Regions from separate parts of the Mus musculus genome. Here region 1 is linked to region 2. A link is a contact called in public HiChIP or PLAC-seq data. All regions are on one chromosome and are shown on one strand. The core of a region is the stretch at or near the end of the contact, and the rest is flanking DNA. Distances in the headings are between cores, read along the strand shown.

Region 1 (2,700 bases), core at 122-2,621, 120 kb before region 2:
AACTCATTTATTGGCCATGTTGGGGATCAAGTGCTAGGGCTTTCACATGCTAGGCAAGTGTCCTACCACTGAATCACTTTTAACACTCTATTGTTTTGTTCTGCCTTACAATGTTGCTTTTGGATTGTGGCTTAAACCCAGGAACTCTCAAACATACCAGGAAAGTTCCCTACCACAGGGTTTCGTCCCCAGACCAGCTCTCCACTTTTTAAAATTAATTGATTTATTAATTATGTTTTGAGACAGAGACTTACTATTTAGTCCTGGTGGGCCTGGCGATCACAATGTAAACCATTCTGTCCCCAAACTTATAGAGATCTGCCTGCCTCTGTCTCCTTAGGACTGGAACTCAAGGTGTGAGCCACCGCACCCAGCTTTATTTATTTATTTATTTTTTATTTTTTTGAAACGGGGTCTTGCTCTATAACACTGGCTGACCTGCTACCTGCTATGTAGTCCAGGGTAACCCCAAACTCACCACACTCCGGCTTCCTCAGCCTCCCCAGGGCTGCGATTATAGATGTACACTACCATGCCTGGCTCATTTCTCCAATCTAAAAGTCATGAAACTGTAACTACCCCAAAGCCAATGCCTTCCTTGCTCAAGGTCACATAGTGAATTAAGAGAGTGGTTGTTCGCCCCTAGCATCTGGAGCCAGAGGTAAAATTGATATCATTTGTAGAACTAGGCTGGGGCAGGGGTGTTGCTGGAGAGGGATCAAAAAGCTAAGAACGTAGAGCAGGATGCAATCAGGAGGGTGTGGCCTTCTCCCACACCACGAAGCAGAAGAGACAGGAACTCCCAGCAGAGTGGGTGCCAGCTCATTGTTTCAGGATGGCAAGAATTGATGAAGGCACAGTGTCATGGCAGCTGACCCTGGGCTAGAATGCAAAGCTTCTCTCTCCCATTGGGGTCCTATCTACTCATCTCTACTCACTAATGTGACCCCTGGGTGGGATATCTTTCCAGTGCCTTGGAGACTCAGGGTTCCTCTGGTCTCTGTTGTTAGAAGTTTCCAATTGATAAGCTAGGCAGTCAGACTGGACTCAAAGCCCAGGTCTCCAGGCGCCATACAGAAGAGAGGCACCTGGGGAGCGGGTAGAGAGGGTCTTGGACAGGTCTTTGGATATTAGTTTTCTCATCTTTCCCGAGGAAGACCTGGAGTCAGCAGTCTATGAGGTCTGGCCCCCTTTGCTGTGCAAGGGTAGGGAGGTGGGGCTGAGCTCCTGGTGGGCTGGTGGGTGGGAGGCAGAGGAAGTGGCAGGAGCCACCCTAGGCTGCCCATGTCTGTCTGGGCTGACCCATTACAGGCAGGGAAATCACAGACTCAGCGCTCAGACATCTGGGAGGCTCTGGGCAGCCTGGGTATTTTTAGAAGGCCAGACATGCCCAGAATCCTGGGCGTTGCTGAGCCAGAAAATCAAGGAGAACAGCAGAGAGCAAACCAAAAGCAGTGGCCTGAGCCCTGAGATCAGCTGGCCCGGCTTTTCCCAAGATCCCTGCTAGGCCTACTGTATGCACTTGTCCCTTTGATTGTCACTGGATCCTGCTTCCTTTTGCGTATTCAGGTGCAGACCTATGGCACAGTCCAGACCTGCTTAGAGTCCTTGCCCTCCACCAATTTACTTAGGCAGCTATTTGGTACCTTTTCTGGTTCAGATGAACTTCTGGACCCCAGGGACATATAAATGACAGGAGCGATCTTCCCATTGTTTGTGGGTAATGAAAATGCCAGTGTCCTGAGATCACTGTGGGAGAGAAGGAAGTTGGATCTGGAGGAACTCTCAGGACTTCCACAAGAATCAGATAATAATCTAGAGAGGAAAATGCCAACTTCCAGCTGTGGGGCTAACACTGTGGAGTGATTACCAGTCCTTTTCAGACCCAGGCCTTTTCCTCTTATATTGTTTCTGAAACAGGACATTTCAGAGGTGGGGTAGCCAGGTGTGGTGGTACTTGCCTGTAATCCAAGCACCCAGGAGGCTGAAGCAGGAACATAAAGTCTGAGGCCAGCCCAGCCTGAGCTAGAGTTAGTTGAAAGTAAACCTAAGCAATGTAATGAGGCCCTGTCTCAAAAAGGCATCAAGAGAAGGGGGAAGGGCGCAAACAGTGCAATAAAGGGTAACGCAACCCCTTCCCACACTTATCTACCAGAAAACATGCCTAGCTTGCAATGGTAACCGGAAAGAATGGTTGTCCCTGCACCCTTCCCCTAATTTTATCTCCACAAACTTCTCCAGGTAAGTCCACTCCATCACATTGCAGACAAGAACCCAAGTCCTGCAAGGGGCTTCTCTAGCCCAGGTGGACTCTGAGCTATCTGGATCTGCATGTCCTTGTGTGATAGAAAGCACAGGAAGGATACTGCCAGGCTTGTGTTTCAAAGGGAGAGGACTGGGGTGGTGGGTGAGCACAGGGCAGGGGTGCATCCTCCCACCCCACCCTTGCCACAGTTCTGTAGCACAACTGCGTCTTCAGTTTAGACCTGGAATGCCCCTGGGTCTCTTCTCTGTAGCTTTCTACCTAGGATTTTTTCCAGTGTCTCACTAGCTAAAGTTCTCTGCCTTATTTGTGATATCTGTGACTTTTCTACCTAAATTATTAAATTTGCTACTTGTACTATAATGATGACCTAAGCAAATTAATAAAACATTCTGGCTAAATGCAGAGTGTCTCACCAAGAGGGTTCTTCTTTGTCA
Region 2 (2,714 bases), core at 195-2,694:
CCATCATCATCATCACCCCACCATCATCATCATCATCATCATCATCATTCTTACTACTGCAGCTGCTACTATTACTATTGCTATTACTACTACATCTTACAGATAGGAGAACTGAGATCCAGAGAGGGACAGACACTGGTTAAGGTCACACAGCAAATTCAAGCAGAGTTAACCAGTGCCATCTTATCCTTGGGCTAAGGGAAAATGCTTTCTGCCTCTGGGGCTTAGAGTATGAAAAATGGGCTTGGTTGGGAGCCTAGGGGATGGGGCAGGCTAGGACCACCAAGCAAGCTTTGTGTAGGGAATCTTGATCTTCCTACACCTGGAGCTGTGTTAGCTCCCTCACACAACTCCACTGTGAGGCTCTTCTTTCATGTATACATGCCAGGGAAGAGGACCAAGGGACAAGACACCTCTGCCTTGTCTTGGAACCCAGGCAAGGCCCCAGAGCCACCCCTCTGCTGGGGTAGGTCAGAGGGTGTATTTCCTCTTCTGGCCTGCAGAGGGCTTGCAGGCCAGGCTCTGGGCACAAATCAAAGCATTGGCGTTCCGAACTGAAGCAGGGCCCAGGAGCCTGCCTGGCCTTAGCTCCTGGCCTGCTTCCATCCTGTAGGGCTTGAGGTACGGTCTCCTCCAGGCTGGGTGGACTTCTCCAGAGAGAGACAGAAAGTGGTACAGGAAACGGAGACCTAGTAAATCCTAGTTCAGTCCACTTGAGGAGACCCTAACTCTACTCAACACACCTCTCTTGATTTTTCTCTAAAGCTCTCACCTCCGATCAGAGACTTTGCTCTGCACTCTCACTCCTAGTAAATGACACCAGACGAGGAGAAAGGGGATAGGGGATAATCCGATTGACAGGGAGGGGCTGTCCGGGCCAGTCAAGTACCCAGGCAGAGCTATCCATTGCCTTCTGCTGGTCCTGCCCAAGCCCCAGGATGGATGGAGGTTAGGGAGGAAGAGTCACCCCTGTTCTGCCCTTCTTCCAAGCCACCCTCTTTCTGAGGAGCCATTCTTGGTCCCTGGAGAGTGGTGTCTGGACATGCATGGTTGGAGTCACAGACAACAGATTCCTTAATCTTGGGGTCTGGGTCTCTCTTAATGAGCCTTCCAGGCACTGCTGAGAAACCAGGGTAATTGTTCCCTGTGGCAGTAATGAGCAGGAGCCAGGCTCTGTCCAAACTTGAGAGAGGCCAGGAGGGGAGCTGGTGTGTAGCTAGGAGCCTCCCTGTGCCCAGCCCTGGGCCTTGAGTGCTCCCTCCTTCCATCTTCCCAGGAACCCTCAGGCTAAACTGATGGTCCGACGGTCCCCATCGCTAGGCTGAGTGGGCAGAGCTAGGGGTGACTTGCTCCTAGTCCGGCAGTGGCTGACTCAGCCTTGTGCCAGACACTTGAGCAAGATCTCCAGATTGAGGCCTGAGAGACAGTGTCACTTCCCCTCCTGGTAGTCCCAGTTACCTCATCTGCCACCTCCCAGACTCCTGCACTCTGGGGCACAAGAACTGCCTGGTGGCAGGGGCTGCTTCGGGAGTCTAGCTTGCTCCAGTTCTCATGGCTTGCAGGCGGTTGCTGTGTCAGAGGGAGTTTTCAGGTAAGGGTGCTTCCCTCCTCCAGTGTTTGCCCGCTGTGCACACCATTGCAGTCCCGGGCTGGGTGCAGAAGGCTGAGCAGGTGTGGGTGGGTGTGGGGCCTTCTCCCTTCCTCTTATTTCCTCTACCAAGTTCTGCCCAGAACTAGGCTGCACAACACCGGGGGACAAGGCACAGAGGCCTGGAGTGGAGGAGGCAAGGAAATGGGGACCTGACTGTGTCTTGGGTGGGGAGGTGGAATACTGAGGCAGAGGTCAGAGTTTGACTTCTGAATGAAACATGACATTTTTTCCCCTTTCTGGGCCTCAACTTCTTACCTGTGAGTTCAAGTAGCTGAGCATGTGCCTGAGTATTGTCTATGCTAGATGATATAGCATATAAATGTGTTTAATCCCAGCAGAGGTAGGCAATCTCTGTGAGTTCAAGACTAGCCTCTTCTGCATAGTGCATCTCTTGTGTGTTGCAGGTCAGAAAGATCCTATCTCAAAAAAAAAAAAAAAAAAACCCAAAACTCTGTGTGTGTCAAATTTTAGAGAGTAAAGAGGGTCCCTTGGGGAGGGGCTGGGCGGGACTCTCAGAGCTGCTCAGGCGCCTTGGCAGGAACTAGCAGGAAGGATGCTAAAATACAATGTAGCCTGAGGTTAACTCCACTGGGAAAACGGATTCCCTGAGTCCAGGCACTGCTTGTTAAGGGGAAGAAAAGCAGAGTAATTGGATGTATCTGGGAGCAGGGCTAAATCCTTCTGAGGGTTTCTGTTCACATTTGCCTCTGCTGATCCTGACGGAGGAAAGGCAGGCAGGCGCCCCATATTTGGTACTGCTACCTCCGGAACGTACGAAGCTAGCTTTGTACCTGGCGCAGCCTTCCCAGCGCTAGGATTACATGCATGTACCAAGTGCTATGCCTTCCATGGTGCATCTGCATGTGTGTGCAAGACAAAGGTGTGGATGTGTAGTTCGTGAGTGTGTGTAGCTCCAGTGCCAGTGGGAGTTTCTACTGCTGAGACTCCATTTGGCTAGGATGAAGCTCAGCTTGTTGCAAAGCATGTCTGAAGCCCTGGGCTGGATCCTCAGCACTACAAGATACTGGGCATGGCAGTGAGTATCTGTCATGCCCCTACTCAG

What was found. HiChIP or PLAC-seq counts read pairs in DNA pulled down with a chosen protein or histone mark.
Region 1: an H3K27ac HiChIP or PLAC-seq map of microglia shows a contact between it and region 2, with 3 times the contacts expected there. The contact joins the enhancer-like site here to the promoter of P2ry6 in region 2. A contact is called at or near these places in 1 of 39 promoter capture datasets (macrophages), 4 of 115 datasets of contacts at active chromatin or transcription factors (the HPC-7 cell line, double positive thymocytes, memory CD8 T cells and 1 more) and 3 of 9 other capture datasets (adipose tissue, liver and pancreatic islet).

The regions. Positions count from the first base shown.
Region 1 is chr7:101,087,527-101,090,226 of GRCm38.p6, reverse strand. No RefSeq gene overlaps it. Among named protein-coding and RNA genes, the nearest start is that of Fchsd2, 20 kb to the left of the region's middle. Within about 2 kb of position 1,371, at least 50 of the 459 cell types and tissues checked have an H3K27ac peak or open chromatin away from gene starts, as enhancers often do. A contact at or near this core is called in adipose tissue and microglia, where this site is marked.
Region 2 is chr7:100,963,096-100,965,809 of GRCm38.p6, reverse strand. It overlaps P2ry6 (pyrimidinergic receptor P2Y, G-protein coupled, 6), which reads left to right and starts at 1,444. Exons shown (of 3, transcript NM_183168.2): 1 at 1,444-1,591.